2 separate regions of the Salmo salar genome follow, and region 2 is linked to region 1. The links are chromatin contacts, called in public Hi-C maps. All regions are on one chromosome and are shown on one strand. Each heading gives the region's core, a stretch centred on a gene start, on an enhancer-like site or on the middle of the called end of the contact. The rest is flanking DNA. Distances are from core to core; before and after follow the strand shown. Region 1 holds the start of LOC106604296 (cytoplasmic polyadenylation element-binding protein 4). Region 2 holds the start of atp6v0e1 (ATPase H+ transporting V0 subunit e1).

The links. A called contact is a pair of places that touch in the nucleus more often than the background predicts.
Region 2: a Hi-C map of blood shows a contact between it and region 1, with 4 times the contacts expected there. The contact joins the promoter of atp6v0e1 here to the promoter of LOC106604296 in region 1. A contact is called at or near these places in 2 of 3 Hi-C or Micro-C datasets (blood and gill).

What each region holds. Positions count from the first base shown.
Region 1 is chrssa05:13,814,738-13,818,582 of Ssal_v3.1, reverse strand. It overlaps LOC106604296 (cytoplasmic polyadenylation element-binding protein 4), which reads left to right and starts at 1,607. Exons shown (of 13, transcript XM_045717915.1): 1 at 1,607-1,754; 2 at 2,793-3,144; 3 at 3,147-3,845. The coding sequence starts at 3,049.
Region 2 is chrssa05:13,963,492-13,967,336 of Ssal_v3.1, reverse strand. atp6v0e1 (ATPase H+ transporting V0 subunit e1) reads left to right here and starts at 1,836. Exons shown (of 4, transcript XM_045717917.1): 1 at 1,836-2,099; 2 at 2,542-2,589; 3 at 3,795-3,845. The coding sequence starts at 1,996. It overlaps LOC100194649 (ribosomal protein L26), which reads left to right. Exons shown (of 4, transcript NM_001245841.1): 4 at 180-345. The coding sequence ends at 308.

The DNA of each region.
Region 1 (3,845 bases), core at 358-2,857:
AAAACTTTAGTAACGTTCAGAGAATGTTCTAATAACATTATTTAAAAACATACACATTCCGTTCTCAGCATCAACAACAATCTCTCTATCCTCTATCTTTTTGAGTGTGTTCAGGTGTGTTGGCCGCGCCCACACCTGATCTTAATGAGTGTATGTTTCCCTTGAAATGGGGTCTGTTTGAATAGACTAAAATGAAACATGACATGCTAGCTCCATCCTTGTGGCGCAGTGGAGTAACTCCATGGATAGAGAACATAAGTTCAAGTCTCACTGACACTGACGCTGTGCCACAATAAAAAATACATGTGTTTGCATGATTAATGGCTAAGCAAATGAATTTCAATGTGTCCTATCTGTGCTTGGAGTTCAAATTGTATTGGTCACATACACGTATTTAGCAGGTGTAGCAAAATGCTTGCGTTTCTAGCTCCAACAGTGCAGTAATATCTAACAATACACACAAATCTAAAGTAACGGAATTAAGAATATATAAATATTTGGACGAGCAGTGTCAGAGCGGCATAGACTAACATACAGTAGGATAGAATACAGTATATATGAGATGAGTAATGCAAAATATGTAAACACTATTAAAGTGACTAGTGTTCCATTATAAAATGGTCAGTGATTTCAAGTCTATGTATATAGGGCAGCAGCCTCTAATGCGCTAGTGATGGCTATTTAACAGTCTGATGGCCTTGAGATAGAAGCTGTTTTTCAGTCTCTCAGTCCCAGATTTGATGCACCTGTACCAACCTCGCCTTCTGGATGATAGCGGGGTGAACAGGCAGTGGTTGTTGTCCTTGATGATCTTTTTGGCCTTCCTGTGACATTGGGTGCTGTAGGTGTCCTGGAGGGCAGGTAGTTTGCCCCCGGTGATACGTTGGGCAGACCACACCACCCTCTCGAGAACCCTGCGGTTGCGGGCGGTGCAGTTGTTACCAGGCGGGGATACAGCCCGGCAGGAGGCTGTCAGTTGTGCATCTTTAAAAGCTTGTGAGGGTTTTAGGTGCCAAAACAGTTAACCTATGCTAGCTGTCTTGTTGAAACATGTCCTCAGAACATTATTTTGTTACCTTCAAATAACCTAGAATTTCCGTTCTCAGAACATTAATGAAAACTTTCAGTTCTCAGAATGTTTAAAAAAGTTCAGTTTTACCGTCAGGAAATGTATGACTTCATTCCCACAACCAATAGGAAACTTCAAAGGAACAAAATGTGCTTGCTGAGTCAAGATTGGCCTCTTATCTTGCCTTTTTCTTGTGTTTAAATGTGTTTAATAAACCCGTTTAATCATAGATGAATATCACACAGAAGTCTTGACTGACTAGATTTTTAAATGCAGGGAGTACTGAATGTATAAAATACATCTAGTTTGAATTTTGTGCATTATTTGCCTGCATGTGGAACTCCACCCATGAATTTCTCAACATCCTTATTTGGGCTGAGAACGTCTTGAACGCAGTGCTATTTCATTGAAAAGGCGTGAGATGGGTGTGGTTTACCCACACATATCCAATTAAACGCCATTCATCTGTGGAAAGGGGCGAGGCCGCAGAGGGAAACCCTTGCAGTCTGTGGGTGGGAGTTGGAGGAGGGGGCGGGGTTATGAGTCGGAAGTGTCTCCCTACTGGCCCAGCTGTCATCGACTAGAAGAGACCATTCGTACCGGTTGACTTGGAAATGCAGAAAATTGAAAAAAGATGAAATATGGCAACATCTAGGAACCATAAGGACATGACGACAATTTAGAGGTACATAATGCACGATATAGAATCCGTTACAGAAATGTAATGTCGTACCAGAGAAATGCACTCATGTTTATACCCGTAGTTTAGAATTGCACAAAAATTATGACGACAACGATTGGTGCTAAGCTATGACATTGAACACACAGGACACGAAACCGACGAGGTCGTTTAAAGATACACACACCATTTAATACCAATATCACCGCAGATCCAGCCCGTGTATCGCTGTCGGTTGAATTTTCGGATACATTGTTTCATTTGTCATCGACATTGTTGCCTATCTGCTTCGATTGCTCGGCTACAATGTATCTACTGTAGTAGCTTGTCGGCTATTACCCTAGCCTAGCGGCTTGTATACGGGGAACTAGGCTACCCTAGATTCAGCATAGACAAGAAACGTCACCAGTATTTTCTTCTTTAACTGGTCGCGACGGAGGAGGTCATTGCAGAAAAAAATCTAGATATTCGGTAGGTGTTGGTGTATTTACCTTCATTTTAACGCACGGGCATAGACACACACCACACTGCATATAGACCTCATATAGACCAACACTGATGATCATAATGTGTTTGATTGACAGGGCACATGGAGCCCAATGCAGCAGCTGTTAGCTTGCTAGCCACATAACGACCTTTGGGAAGAGAAACGTCAACTAATAGCGTAGCCAGCCTGCTTGGTGCTATGTGCTTCTACCGCAGCTAACCTACGCAGGTTAACTCAGGTGTTTTCTGTTGTGGCCTGCTAGTGCTACTGCTATGCTAAGTCTGTTATTTTATCATGTAGTCTTGGCCTACTGTGGCTGAGCGAGTCAATGATTTAATCTCATTGTTACATCACTAGCAGTCTGCAGTTGCAGCAAAGTCACTGCAGTTGGCAAGGCTGGTGTTGTTTTGGATGGCCTGTAGGATCAAATTGTGGAATGATAGCCTTTGTATTTATGTCCCCCCCTGTCTCCCCCCCTCGACCCTCTCTCCCCCCTCCCTCGACCCTCTCTCCCCCCCTCCCTCGACCCTCTCTCCCCCTCCCTCGACCCTGTCTAGTCCGCTTCTCACCCATCTCCCCCTTTTTACCTCACCCACTGTTTTCCCTACATCACCTTTCCCTCCCCTTGCTTTCTCGCGCATGCCTTCACTCCTGTCCTCTCCCTCACCCCCTTTCTCCCTTCAATTCCTCCCTCTCTCCCGCACTCCTCTCCTTCCCTCCCCATGTTATACAGTAGGAAATAGGCCTAGAAGACACTGAGATAAGAAGAACCAAGTTGAGGAGGAAACATCGGCTTTACCCCGGGATTCATAAATGGACGACTACGGCTTCGGAGTCCTGGTGAAGAATAACGGCAGTGGCAACAAGTCTGCTTTCCCTGTGAGGATCCCTCCTCACCTCCAACCCCAGCCCCCCACCTCAATCACCCCGCCAACCCCCCCAGCCCCCCTTCATTCGTCAACAGCACCTCGGCCACCAATGGAGGGGGTAGCGCCTGGCTGTTCCCCTCCGTAACACCCCACAGTAACATGCAGGATGAGATCCTTGACTCCGACAAGTCCAAAGCCCTGGACCTCCAGGACCTGCAGGAGAAGGCCCAGCCGCAGGCCGTCTCCCCTGGGCAGCAAGAGGCCGGAGGTGGCCTAGGGGAGCTGGATGGAATCCTTCCCGAGGACGGCTCCATGGAGAAGGGCTCGTTGGAGACCGGTGGGAAGGAGAAGCTTAGGGGTGGGATGGACTCCCCTCCGGTGCTGGGGGGGTTTGACTACCAGGACAGCCTGGGGATGGGGACGTCCGGAGCCCAATCCACCACCACCTCCTCCTCCTTGACCTCCTTCAACAACTGGTCCCCGACCATACCTTCCAACCCCTCCCCCGTTATCGGCGAGGACGTCGGGGGTGGTTTCTTTGGCCCGGCTGGTTCCAACGCTAACGGACCCCAGATGCTGTTCCAGAACTTCTCCCACCACGCGGGGCCCGGCTTCGGAGGGGCGGGGGGCAGCTTCTCCCCCCAAATCGGCCCGGTCTCCCAGCACCACCCTCCTCCCCACCACTACCACCCCCACAACCAGGGGGTCCCCCCTCAGCACCGTCGCTCTCCAGCCCCCCCC
Region 2 (3,845 bases), core at 587-3,086, 150 kb before region 1:
TTGACTAGTATTGGGGCTGAGATGTTTCTTCATGGTGTAGTTTAACTAGTATTGGGGCTGAGATGTTTCTTCGTGAAGAGGAATTCATTTTGGGGTTCACAATCGGTTTTCACCACTGTTTTTATCGAAGTCGACCTAGAATAAATCCTCACATCTGTCTTTTCCCTCTTCCCTCCCAGGTTGTGATCACCAGGCTAAAGCTGGACAAGGATCGCAAGAAGATCCTGGAGCGTAAGGCCAAGTCCCGCGCTGACGGAAAGGAGAAGGGCAAATACAAGGAGGAAACCATTGAGAAGATGGCAGAGTGAAAATCTATTGCTTACAATAAACTGCTGTACAAATCAATTTCATTGTCTGTCGTAAATGGAAGTATTAAAGTTACTCTGGTTTAGCATGGTGGAACCAGCCTGATTGCATGATGGTTCACAATCTTTGTGCACACAATTTTCTTTTCCAATTACGTTTTCATGTCCTGAATAAAAATCAAAAGTTCAATGTGTTTACATCACATTTTGAACTCTACGGATAGTTTTGTCAAACTTGCGTTAAATAGCAAATGTGCCTACTCTGGTCTTGGCACCTGCACTCACAGATACTGTGTGGGTTGGCTAGTCTACATATTGAGATTATTATGGATAAGTGCAAGACTGTTTTTCAAACATCGATCATGTCACTAGATTAAGACCATTGATATTTATTGAATAGGAGCATCAATATCATCGTGCACTTTCACCACCCCCTGTGAAGTTCATAATGTATTTAATCTAGCCAAATGTTATTTAACTAGGCAAGTCAGTAAAAAATATTTACATTGACGGCATACCCCGGACGACGCTGGGCCAATTGTGCGCCGCCCTATGGGACTCCCAATCAGGGCCGGTTGTGATACAGCCTGGAATCGAACCAGTGTCTTTAGTGACACAGCACTGAGATGCAATGTTTTACCGCTGTGCCACTCGGGAGCATGCTTTCCCGAGTTGTAGTGGGAGGACCACACAACATGCCATCGCTTGACAAGTTTAGTTCGATATGATGGTATATCAATATTTGCGCATAAAAAGGTTTCCACCGCAATTTGTCGCATAACACATTTTACCGACACGAAAAGACACCTCCGTCTGACGAAGATTGTACCAAGATTGTACCAATAAGATTGTACCAACACTTCTTGGTTTTAATAAGTTTTGACTTTATTCGCATAAAAAGTGTGGATGGAAACGTGGTTACTGTATGAGTGCTGATTTAGGATCATCTGTATCCCCTGATATCATGATCTAATCTAAATGTTAAACCGTATCAATTTAGCACTGGACTGTTAATTTAGCACTAAACGGGCAGTGTTTTGCCTATACAAACCCAAGCTTTAGCCAAGGAAAATGTAAAGGTTTGCATGAATGAAATAGTTGGATGGCTTTAGACTTCGTGTAATAACGAAGAGAGAATAGAGCTCGTCAGCTTGTAGTCCTAAAAACCGGAAAATATATCTCTGGTTCGTTCAGCCATTCCTATGTGGAAAATGAATGTGGAAAGAATAGAGTTTTGAGGTTTAGGAGATCTTATACTTTTTGTTTCTATGAGATAATATCAGCCAGTTAACATTTATTTTATGAATTATTAAGCCTTTTATGTTCTTTGTGTTTTTATTACGTAAATGCTTCAAAATTCACAAAAAGTAACGTTAGGTGATGACGCCTATCTCATAGAACAAAATGTATAAGATATAAGCCTGTGTTACCACAGACCTTATTTTCGGCGTTTATCCAAAAACCCTACAAAAACAAAATGTTCCCATAGGATCAGTTTCCTCGAGAAAACACTGGTCTAGGATCAGTTTATGAAACTCTTTTGCTACCGCCACACGCCCAGTTTACTGTGGCGACATCATGTGATCCATACTTCCTAGTCCGGCAACACTTCGCTATTTTGGCGTTGAGTCGCGTTGCCAAGTGTATACGTTTACTTTCTCTACTTTTAAAGCTATTTACAAAGACAGACATGGCGGCGCTTAGTTTTGTAATTCCCATGTCGGTAATGACTCTGTTTTGGGGGATTATTGGTGGAGTTGTGCCGTGGTTTATCCCCAAAGGACCGAACAGAGGGTAAGTATATTAGCTAGCTAACATGATAGAAAAACACTATCTAGCTAACTTACATGTTGCTAACAAGAAAAGTTAGTAGTAAGCTCTAGTTTTAACTAGAATAAACTTTAACATTTGACAATGTTTTTAAACTTCTTTGTCCTTGTTGGATAAAAATGTAATGGAATATAGACAAATCAAGATGTCATTTTGGAACTTCCCCAGTCCATGTCTAGTGCCCATCTGCTCTGTCACTTGCAGGTGACTCAAGTTGGCATGATGAAGCCCTATCTGCATGAACTAGGTCTAGTAGTACATCTGAGAAATGAACACGCGTCATAATAAACCATAGATATGAGTCATGTTTTTTGTAGTGGTACAAATGTATAGCCTAATGTCTTGTTACTACTTTGTAGTAATGTTTTGGCCCAGTGGAATAATGCCTCTCTCTCCCCCCCCACAGAGTGATAGTTACAATGTTGGTGCTAACTGCTGTCTGCTGCTACCTGTTGTAAGTATAGTCCTCTCAGGAATGTAGCAGAATATTTCACAGTATCACTGAGGGCCCTTCTTATATTTATTTGGCTCAGTTGGTTGGCACAAGGTGCAGGCAGGCAACATCAGGGGTGTATTCATTACGGAAACCGTTTACTGTTTATGAACCAAACAGAGCAAACGGAACAAAACTGTGAGGGACCTACCTGAATTTGTTGACTAGAAACTCGTATTGATTACACCCCAGTGTTGTGTGTTTGAGTCTTGCATCATGCATAATGTTGGGCCTAGCTAAGTTGCTTTCCATGAAAGTGTGAAACTGGACTATTAGCTTATATTTGGAGATAGTTATGTGCTATGCATATGTCCCACATAGGCACAGAGAGAGAACACTTTACCCTTAGGTTATTCTCCAATTGCAGCTCGATTTCAATGCCCCAACATCAATACATAGTGCTTACCAGTCTGTCACAAATGTAGACAAGCTGAAAGTTGATCATGGTCGGTTTTGCCGGTTAGAGAAAATAAGTGTAGGCCTAGAGTACACCTGTTGCTTGTACGGTAGTTAAATGATCCCAGAGTATTGTAGTTAAATGATCCCAGGGTATTGTAGTTAAATGATCCCAGGGTATTGTAGTTAAATGATCCCAGGGTAATGTAGTTAAATGATCCCAGAGTATTGTAGTTAAATGATCCCAGAGTATTGTAGTTAAATGATCCCAGAGTATTGTAGTTAAATGATCCCAGAGTACACTTGTTACTTGTACGGTAGGTAATGATCCCATTCAATATAACCTGTTAGTCCTGAGATGCCATTTCATTTCATAGTTAATTATTTAGCTTTCAAAGTTGTTAGGCGAGCAGATAACCGTGTCATGTTATTTTGCCATATCTCCACCAGGGGCCAGTGCAGACCATGTAATGGGGATAGTCTCCACAGCAGCTGAGGGAAGAAACTAGTCTGCTGTACTGAGCACTTAGTTGTTTTCCTCTATTATAGCTGACCCTGCTGTCATGTTTGTCCATTACTATAGGGTAGAACAAGAATGTCTAAAAGTGAAAGACATGCACAAGTATCTTTATTCTTCATTTAGATCCCCATCAGATGCCTTAAATGCTCCTATTCTTCCTGGGGAGCACAAACAAAGCCATTACACATAATTGAAGCCATGACAGAGATGTGTAGTTGTGTAATCATTAGTATGTGTTGTATGTTTTCAGCTGGCTGATAGCGATCCTGGCCCAGCTCAACCCTCTGTTTGGACCAGCTCT